Linked DNA regions of Gossypium arboreum: all the other regions are linked to region 1. The links are chromatin contacts, called in public Hi-C maps. All regions are on one chromosome and are shown on one strand. Each heading gives the region's core, a stretch centred on a gene start, on an enhancer-like site or on the middle of the called end of the contact. The rest is flanking DNA. Distances are from core to core; before and after follow the strand shown.

The links. Hi-C and Micro-C count contacts between places; a contact is called where the count stands out from the background.
Region 2: a Hi-C map of leaf shows a contact between it and region 1, with 5 times the contacts expected there. The contact joins the promoter of LOC108489477 here to the promoter of LOC108487208 in region 1. A contact is called at or near these places in 2 of 5 Hi-C or Micro-C datasets (both in leaf).
Region 3: a Hi-C map of leaf shows a contact between it and region 1, with 4 times the contacts expected there. The contact joins the promoter of LOC108487026 here to the promoter of LOC108487208 in region 1. A contact is called at or near these places in 2 of 5 Hi-C or Micro-C datasets (both in leaf).

The regions. Positions count from the first base shown.
Region 1 is chr10:45,658,298-45,661,839 of ASM2569848v2, forward strand. It overlaps LOC108487208 (3'-5' exonuclease-like), which reads right to left and starts at 1,674. Exons shown (of 6, transcript XM_017791485.2): 1 at 1,382-1,674; 2 at 1,119-1,298. The coding sequence starts at 1,625. LOC108488936 (a long non-coding RNA gene) reads right to left here. Exons shown (of 2, transcript XR_001871836.2): 1 at 3,457-3,542; 2 at 2,788-3,156.
Region 2 is chr10:45,413,890-45,417,431 of ASM2569848v2, forward strand. It overlaps LOC108489477 (methylenetetrahydrofolate reductase 2), which reads left to right and starts at 1,805. Exons shown (of 12, transcript XM_053020184.1): 1 at 1,805-2,053; 2 at 2,388-2,829; 3 at 2,906-2,966; 4 at 3,047-3,129; 5 at 3,226-3,399. The coding sequence starts at 2,431. LOC108487574 (glycine-rich RNA-binding protein 2, mitochondrial-like) reads left to right here. Exons shown (of 5, transcript XM_017791947.2): 4 at 219-325; 5 at 408-743. The coding sequence ends at 533.
Region 3 is chr10:45,442,408-45,445,949 of ASM2569848v2, forward strand. LOC108487026 (UDP-glucuronate 4-epimerase 6-like) reads right to left here and starts at 1,793. Exons shown (of 1, transcript XM_017791230.2): 1 at 1-1,793. The coding sequence starts at 1,487. The coding sequence ends at 123.

The sequences.
Region 1 (3,542 bases), core at 424-2,923:
TACTCATTATATTTGGTATTGCATTATTTTCATTTATGTATCTTTATTTAAGACATTGTTAAAATATGCATCCACATACTTTTATCTAACTTTTAGATCCTTTTTAGCCAATTCCAAGACTTAAAAAGAAAAACCAAACATGCAGACACATACAAGTGTTGGATATCAATACCAGAGTCCACACAAGCCAATGTCTATAGTACCAAACAGATACTACTTTTCATGAAAGTTCAAGAGGGCAAGACAGAAACCAGATAGACAAGTGATATGTTAGTAGAGGTGTATGAATTCTGTGTACTAGTACAAATTCAATATGTGCATGTTTCAATGCTATACTAAATGCAATCAGAGAATGATCTAAATAGACCACTTCTACCAGAAAGTAGACAAGATAAGGGAAAAACATGAATATAAATAACGGTTTGCAAGCATACAACCATTTAGGTTATCACAGTTAAGAGTATTTCAATTAAAAGGAAATGATTGGTAATGGCAACAGCAACTCATGAAACATGGATTAAAGAGCTATATTGCTTTGACTCTTCATTTTACTAAAGTACCTGTATTCAACGCATAGTTGGACAGGAGTATAGGGATATGACCATTCGAGGATCTCCAAATACATTAAAAACATAGGAAAAAATTGAATATTTCTGTGTTGGGAACTTCCCCATATCCGGCACTCACACCTAAGGCCGAGTAATATAGGTAAAGAGTGCTTACTTTCTGCTTTAAAAGAAATTATAGCAATGCTGCTTTATGGAAGAAAGGAAGAGGACAACACCAAACACGAGATATATATTTTGTTTTAAAATATGGCATATCAGAACCACTAAACATAAAAAAAATAATTAAATTAAATTAAAACCTACGAAAAAAAACACAATGCCAATTCTAGCATAAGTATTCTATCTAGAAATCATGCAATGTGAAAAAAATTCCAACTTTAAGTCTCAATTCTTTAAAATAATGATCAAAGATACCTTAGAGAGGTTTCATATTAACTTAAGAGATTTTCACATTTATTTGTTTTCACACTTTTTTTCTTTCTTAGGAAATAAAGAGAAAGGATTATATGAAATGAATGTAACAAGACAAGGAGGGTAAAGGAAGCAAACCTTTTTGGAAAGAGGGCTTCCACTCAATATCAAACCCTAAAGCAACTTGACCCATTTCTTTCTTCTTAATTTCAACAATTTTTAATAGCTCCATTGCAGCATTTTCTACCTCATCTTCCGTAAAGCTATACAAAATATGACCTCCAAATCTCAACGGCGGATATCTAAGCCTTGTATTAGCTGCCAATCAGAAAAATCAAAGGGTTTACTATTAGTGCATTTATTTTAATTACAAAATGGGTAAAGTAAGGGATAGCAAATACATTGACAACGAGCGAAGGAAGACGGAAAAGAAGGCGGGGGTGAGAGAATAGAATGGGGCAATTGGCGGCTGGTTTTGAGGTTATCTTGATGATGGACGGCGGACTTGCGTTTCTTGCGAGAAGATGAAGGAGGAGAAGGAGGAGTAGGAGGAGTGGCTTCAATGGCATCCATTAATCGGATCACGTCTTCAGTGAAATGGTCGTCCCAATCCAAACTGAAACTATTGTAGTCTTTGAATTCCATTTCTACATCTGAAATAGAATTCTGGATTTGGTTGAACCAGTTTGGGCTTTTAATGGCTAAAAACGTTCAAATTTTGATCATGGCGTCTGGTAGAGTAATGGGCCGATTTTCAAAAAGTTTTTGCAAGGATTTGAGCCCATCCCAGTCCAATTCGCACAAAATACTTTCTAATATTTTAATTTAATTCAGGCCTGCCCGACCCCTGAAACTTTTTGTCAATCCCCATCAACATCTTTAGCCTCGGGTCAACCTTGAATTTTGACTAGTTTTTGAAAACTTTCTCCAAAATTTCTCTAATAAGAAATAAAATTTTATATTTTCTCCAAAATTTGTTTAATAAATTGAAAAAATCAAGTGAAAAGAATATAATTTTGAAAAGATAAATACTAAATCTAAATTATAAAATTTATTTAATATATTATCTTTTGTTAAATAAAAATAATAGTGATAATTTTAATTACATAAAATTGAGTTATAACATGAAAAGAAGTTTAAAAGCATAAAATAGATATTAATTTTATCTTCTGAATATAAAATATTTAATTTAGAAAAACTTTTACACACTCTTAATTCTACTTAACAGTATATCTTATGCCATATGTTGTTCCCAGCATTAAAATTTAAAATATTTTAATAACTAAACATTTAGTATTTCTAATTTAGAGTTATAAAATGGAAAATAACCTAAGAACTAGAGTTTTTTTTATATTTTAATATAAAAATATTTTTACAGACCCTAATTCTGCTTAACCGATCTTCTACCAAATTTTAATCCTAATTTATATTAAAATTTAAATATTGTTATGAATATCTCATTAAGTGGATGTCCATCATGATTAAGATAAAGTTTTATGTACTTTAAATTCTAATAGTTATTAAAATTAGATCTCTACTTCTTTTATACTTCTTATGCCTATAAATAGAGACTCTAATGAAGTATTATAATCATCCATTTGATTAATAAAGTAAATTCTCTATTGCTTTCATATTTTATTTGTTCTTTATTCTCTCTATCTCTCTTTATTTTATAATATGTTGTCAACATGATGATTCTCTATAATTTTTTTCAAAATCTTTCGAAGTCATCCCACAGATCAAATTATTTTTCACCTTAAACTTTCACCTTTACAACTTCATCTTCAAGATGTTGAAAGATTCAATCTCAGAATGAATTATAATTTTTATTCTCGATCTTTGATTTATTGTACAAGCATCGTGTAATAGGTCAATTTTGACCTGGGCTTATAATAAATAAACCAATAATGTCCAAATTTTAAAATCCAAATTACAAAAATTAAAACCCAAACTACAACCCATATCAAAACCCAATACCTAACTTAAGCCCTAAACCCAATTACCCAATACACATCAGCCCACTATCCTAAAACATTTTCAATCAAACCCTAGGAGCTGCCCTAGCCATTGCCCTCTCCCACGTGCTTCGTCGGCAAGTCCAACGCCCGAAAGTCGGCTCCCCTAACACCGCTTGTACCAACATGGCAAGCTTTTGCACCATCGCTTCCGTCTAGGCCTACAAAACGAGAACAAAAAAAAAGAAAGCAAGACAGAGAGCAGAGAAACACGCAAAATAGAAGAAGAAACAAGCAGAGAATAGTAAGAAATCATATGTAATCGGCTATAAAGCCAAAAGAAAAGATCAATGTAAAAGGGGGGGACCGATTGTTCAAAGAAAAAATACTTATCAATAAAAAAGAGAGCGTTTTGAAGGTAGTTTCTTTTTTTTTTTTTTTTTGCTCTTTATTTCATTCTATTCTTTTCATTTTTACATATATTTATACGAAAATCAAAAGAAGAAGGAAACAAAAAATACCTGAATCGGTCTCCCTCTTCGTCGATGGACGTAGTCGGTGACAGAGTGGTTGTATGTTCGTTTGTTAATCATTTTCTCCATTTTAA
Region 2 (3,542 bases), core at 555-3,054, 240 kb before region 1:
ATTTCTCATGGCAGAAGTTGAATAATGATGACTGCTGGTGAGCATGTAGCATTGTGTTTTAATTGAAAACTATAACCAGGTTGCTTGTCTACTTGGTTAATGATTTTGGCCAGTGAACTCTGCGTTTTTTTAATGTCGTTTATGAATGATGGTATCTATTACAGATTAATAACGCCTGCTTCTATTCACGTTCTCATTCTCTGATTTATGTTGGTCAGCTAAGATTATCATCGATAGAGACACAGGGAGGTCTAGGGGTTTCGGTTTTGTAAACTTTGCTGATGATGAATCTGCCAGCAATGCCTTGTCAGCCATGGATGGTCAGGTGAGGGAAAAAAGACATTGGTATATGGAACATGTTTCTGGTGAATCTGGTATTTGATTATTTTGTGGTACTGAAATTACAGGAACTCAATGGCCGAAATATTCGAGTAAGTTATGCCAATGAAAGACCTAGTGGCGGCCCTCGAGCTTATGGTGGTAATGGTGGTTTCCGTGGTAGTGATGGTTTCGGTAGGGATGCTGGTTACTAGGTTCTCCCATCAAAATCTTTCCATAATCATGTTCCTAGAGCTAGTAGATTTGATGATACAGTTATTTATATTCGAATTATATGCTAAAAACTTATGCAACTAGTTTTCTCTAGTTAGAGGTTGATTAATTAATTGTGATTTTTCCTTGAGTTATCAAGGTTTTTTAATTAATAACTTTTTATTTATAAAATCAATTAAATATTGCCAAAATATTTTTAGTAAATATAATTTTCATGTGTAATATTTTTTTCAATCTATATCATGAGTGTAGTAAATTTTAGTATTATATATTTTTGTATTTGTATTTGAAATATTTTATAAATAAACATAGTGATGTTTGAAAAATTATTTTATAATATTAGAAATTAACCTTCCCACATTATAGGAGGAAGAAACAAATATTTTGATATATAAATATTATATGTATAAAAATATATCAAAAAATTAGTTGATGTTTTTACAAAATAAAATATATTTAACATTTTGATAAAATATCAATTTTATAAAAAATATTTTTATTATATAATTGGTAATAATTATTTAATTTTATAAATAAAAATATTAATTTAAAAATAAATTAAAATAAAAATTTGAAAATAATATTAATTAAAAATATTAAATAAAAAATTTAAAACGATATAAAATAAAAAATACAAATGTGAATCAAATCTAAAATCACTATTAATTAATTATTTAATCAAAAAAAGCTTGAGGAAGAAAATATTAAAACAAAATCACCAAAAGAAGTGATGTGTTAAAAAGTTAAAAATGCATTCTACAAAATACGTTTCAGTTCTCTCCACAAAATCAATCTATTTTCTTAAAAATGGTATTTATTTTTATTAAAATCGGCCATAAAAAGAGTAAGGAAAAAGGTCAAAAGCTGATTCAGTGTACGAACTAAAAAGAGGGATGAAACTAAAACAATGAAATAATAGTGAGTTTTGGTAAGAAAAGGAAAATACAATCGCCAATTTTGTGATTCATTTCAAGCTGACGCCACCAACATGTCGGCATCGCTGTTTGTGGTTGGTAAGCAATATATACGACAACCGTATTAGTATCTTATGGTCTAATTTCCTCTCACTCCCTCTACTTTTTTAAATTTAAAAAATTTAATCTCCCATTTAGAAATCAAAGTTGACTTGATAACACTTTAGTTAAATCTGAATTGATTATATATTTTCAAATGAAAGAGATTGGTTTTCCTAAATTAAAAAAAAGTGCAAAAGGGCAGGGGCATAAGAATTAAACCGTATGGTATTGACCTTTAATGGGTAAATACTGAATTGAGAGTGGGATAAGGCCATTGGGTTGTTGAGTGGGCAACAACGTCATTTCAAAAGACACCAACCCCCATCCGTTCCCTTCCTCTCTCAAATGCAAATACTCCCATTGCAATGCCTCCACCTCCCATCTCTCTCTTAACCAACCACAAACCCATTTGTGAGTCTCTTTTTCCTATTTTTCTGGGATATTTTTGTGTTTCCATGAATTTGGGACAATGTACTACTACAAATGTTAGATTTGGACTTTCAGTCTTTGTTTAGTGCCTTGTTGATTCTTCATAATGTATTTCTTAACAGTGGCCGCTTAAATTTTAGCTCATCTGATCTATGACTTTTAGTTTATCATTCATGCTTTATCCTATACGATTTACTTAGAAAGGATTGATTTCAAGATTGCCCATTTTTATCTTCTTCTATGATGTTCAAAGTGATCGTTTTTGCTCTGAACCATCGGTTATTCTTTTAGATTCAGATTCGGTCTTGGGTTTGTTTTGTTGCGACTTCCTGTTGTTCTTTTCTTGTTTTATCTCTCCAAACACCTCAGTTTCATATTGAATTCTTGCAGAAGTTGGTGTTGGTGACACCGAGAGTTCAAGATCCAATTAAAGATGAAGGTGATAGAGAAGATCCAATCTTTGCAAGAAGGGAAAGTGGTGTTTTCCTTTGAGTTCTTCCCTCCAAAGACTGAGGATGGAGTAGACAACCTATTCGAGAGAATGGATCGTATGGTTGCTCATAACCCGTCCTTCTGTGACATTACATGGGGTGCAGGTGGTTCCACTGCTGATCTCACCCTCGACATTGCTAACAAGATGCAGAATATCATCTGTGTGGAGACGATGATGCACCTCACTTGCACCAATATGCCCGTAGAGAAGATTGACCATGCTCTTCAGACCATCAAGTCCAACGGTATTCAGAATGTTCTCGCCCTCCGAGGTGATCCCCCTCACGGCCAGGATAAGTTTGTCCAGGTCGAAGGCGGCTTCTCCTGTGCCCTTGATCTGGTAAAGCCATTGCTCATTCTGCCCTGTTTTTATTTCTTAATGTACATATGTTACTAACTTTTAATTCCTATTCTAGGTGAAACATATCAGATCTAAATATGGTGACTACTTTGGCATCACAGTTGCTGGTTATCCAGGTGCTTTTCATAGACATATATACATATATAAGAGGCTTGTTCATGTGGCTTTTGATTAATAGTTTGCTTTCTTTGCTCAGAGGCACATCCCGATGCCATAGGAAATGACGGTGTAGCCACACCTGAAGCTTATCAGAATGATCTTGCCTACTTAAAGAGAAAGGTTTTACTCTTTAACTCATTGCTTGATTTGGAAATATTGTCTTAATTCTAATTTATATTGGTTAATTTTCATGCTAAAATCTTCTTTACTACATAGGTTGATGCAGGAGCTGATCTGATTGTTACTCAACTGTTTTATGATACCGATATCTTTCTCAAATTTGTCAATGAATGTCGCCAAATTGGAATTAATTGTCCTATCGTGCCGGGTATTATGCCCATTAATAACTACAAGGGTTTCTTGCGAATGACTGGCTTTTGCAAAACTAAGGTATGCGGTATAACATGATATTTTTGAGCATTAAATAGTATCAATTTGGTAAAATTTATTCAAATGGCGCATGTACTAGTTGGATGTTTTTGCATGAAGGAAATGAAAGCAGCATCATTCTTCTCAAAAGGCTAAAAGATACA
Region 3 (3,542 bases), core at 543-3,042, 220 kb before region 1:
CAGTAACAACACCTCCAACACTTTGATCCTTTTTTTTACATCATAGGACCAAAAATACAAAATTCAAAAAAAAAAAAAAAAAAACCAACCAACCATGTGCTTGATGATGAAGCTCAATGTTCTTAGCCAGATTCACCGGTAGCTTGACTTTCCTTCCTTGTCTTTGATTGAATCCCATAATAACTGATGTACCATTTCACAAATTTCCTCAACCCAGTGGACAAATCCGTGGTGGGCTTGTACCCGAAGTCCTTGAAGGCTAACGTCACGTTGGCATGTGTGAAGGGCACGTCCCCATTTCTTGGCATCGTGATCACATGTTTCTTGGCCTTTGTGCTCAGCAACCCTTCCAGGATCGATACCAATCGCCCCACTGGGACCGGCGATGTGTTCCCCAAGTTGTAAACTCTCAACTGAGCCGCCCCTTTCTTCTTCCCGCCGCTTCCGGTGCTCTTCTCCGCCGTGTCCAACGCCCCTAAACACCCTTTCACCACGTCGTCTATGTAGGTGAAGTCACGCGCCACCTCTTTCTGATCATGCGTCTCGTATATGTCAATCGACTTCCCTTGTAGGATGTCTTTAGTGAAGAAGAAATAAGCCATGTCGGGTCTTCCCCAAGGACCGTAAACCGTGAAGAATCTTAGCCCCGTAAGGGAAAGACCGTAGATATGGTTGTAAGTGTGGGCGATTTCTTCGCCGGCTTTCTTTGTGGCGGCGTAAAGGCTAGCCGGTTGGTCTGTCCGGTCGCGTTCGGAGAATGGGTTTTCGGTGTTGAGGCCGTAAACGGAGCTCGATGATGCCCAAACAATGGATGGCTGAGGATTGGCTGCTTTGGCTACTTCGAGCAAGTTAACAAAGCCTGCAATGTTGGAGCTGATGTACGACTGTGGGTTTTGCATGGCGTAACGTACGCCGGCCTGAGCCGCTAAGTGAAGGACGTGAGTGAAGGGCACAACGTCGAATAGCTTGGTCAGCAATGGCCCGTCGTTCAAGTCACCTTCGACGATGAAAACTTGGTGCTTACTCAAAAGGTTTTGCCTGGCTCTTTTCAAAGACGGATCGTAGTAGTTATTGAAGTTGTCTAAACCAAGAACCCCATCGCCTCGTTTCTTCAAAGCGAGGGAACAGTGGGAACCGACGAACCCAGCGGCGCCAGTGACCAAAACGGAGAACCCATTGGTTCTACGTGGCGTGGAAGAGAGTCGCACTTGTTTCTCCCAGGCGGCACCGCCCCCGGCGGAGAAAAGGGAAGTGGAAAGTAAGCTGTGGTGGTGGAGACGGTGGTGAGGAGGAACATGGTGGGGAGTATCGGAAAGAGGAGGGTAATTGATGGTGAAAAAAAGGATCAGAATCAAAGCAATGAGAAGGGTTGCACGAAAGAGAAGTTTAGAGGAAGCCGAGATGAGTTTGGTGCTGTGAATTTTTCGGAGATAATTGTTGTATCTCTCTAATTTCAAGGTTTTGCTGGTGTCCGGTGGTGTAGGCATTTTCTTTTCAACTAATTTTGGGGGTTTGCTTTTTTGCTTTGTTTACTACTGAAAGTGTTATTGGGTGTGATTGCTTTCACCTTTTTCCTTTTCGGGAAGAGAGGAAAAAAAGGGCTCAATGTGTTGGAGAAGAGAGGTTGAGCCCTGAAGTTGAGAAGTGTGTAGATGGAAGATTATAAAGAGGGGAAGAGAATTGGAAGGAAAATAAATAAAATAAAGAGAAACGGAGGGGAAAGGTGGTGGCCATTGGTTGGACGCCACTTTTAGTTTTTATTTTTTATTTTTTTAAAAATAATTCAACTTCAGATATGCCACTTTTGAATTCAATTTCTAATATAAATTTTTTTTATTTTATCAAAATAAAAAAAAAAAATAATTTTGTACTACACATTTATATTTGTAGTCATTTGAAAAACTCATTTCCACTTGAATCTACATAGAAATTACTACTAAATCAATAATTGACACTAAGACTTATGCTACATACTCTTTTTAATTAAAAAAATAAATAAATTAAAAATGGAACAACAAGGGTGATATTTTATTGAAATAAAAGATAGATAAAACTGAAATTGAAAGTGTCCAATTTGGAAATAGAACACAAAACAAAGAGTTTTTTGGCCAGCATAACTTTAGCTTACTTCACAAAAATTGACAAATGGAAAGCGAGCAATAAATGGCCCACAATTTCAGTGATAATTACAATGTGAATCAAATCAATGCATAGGAGATAGGGATATTTTTGCCAGCTATCTTCTTTAAAGTTAAAGAAAAAAGAACACTCCCCTCATGTGCCTTCTAAAGGCATAGCAACTGGCTTTGTCATGAATAAAGACTAAAACAATCATCTAATTAATTTTATGATACTCCCTCAAAAATTCATATAAACTACTTTAGAAATGATTGTTACACACAGCTATGAATTCAATATATGAAGTACAATAGCATATTACATTAAAATGTTCTCTGCTAAACGCAAAATTCTACTACTCAATTTTATTTCTAAAATCTGTTTCCTAGATTATTTAATAAATATCAATATTAAATTATTATTTTTATTTCACATCTTTACCCTTGTTCTTTTTAAACATTTCATATTATTTTAAATAAAGTGTAAAATAAATTAAAATATTCTTGATTAAGTGATAAGTAGTTATGTTCTCTTGCCTTCACCGAAAAGTGATAGAGTTTAAGTAAAAATATAAGCTCAAAAATAGATTTGAGCTAAAAATAAGCTTTATTTAAAAAATGAGTCGAGCCTCGAGTAAGGTATTTTGTTCGACCCTAATTCACAAAAGGACAAAAAATATTTTTTATTATTGTTTTAATGCTATTTTCTTATTGTTTTCTCCCTATTTTATTACAATTTCAGTATTATATTGCTACTATTTAAGTATTAGTATTTTTAAAATTTCTTTTCATCTGTTGGGAAATATTTATATATATTTAAAAATTATATAAAAAATTTAATACAGGCGGGCCGGGCCGAGCCAGAGTTTTAGCATTTTTATCTGGGTCGGGATTAGGCAAAATGTTAGGCTTATTTTTTGGGCCAGGTTTGGGCCTAGCAAATGGGCCTAAAATTTTGGTTGGGCACGACTCGAACCCGACCCATGAACACCTCTAATGATAAGTAGTTACTTATCATTTCTTTTTGTCGAAAAATATTCTACCAGATGATTTTTATTATAAATTATCAAATGTGTGTAAAAAATTAAATAATTAAAAATTGTTATAAATACATTAAATGGATGTTTATAACCTTTAAGCATTTATGAAAGTAATGAGTTAAACCCCATATTCATTATTAAATATGCTTAATGTATGTGTTAATGAAGCTATTAAATAAGCTTCATTCTTTTATTTTGTAGTGAATGTCAATAGCTTATATATAACTCTTTTATAAATGTAAAAGGAGACAAGAAAATTCTCTATTTACTTTAAATGTTCTTTTATTTAATTATTTTATAACACATTATCGATCGAGCTTCTACGAGTTCATAGTGAAATTCACGTCATTTCGACTTTATATAATTTACCAGTATAATTCTGTTA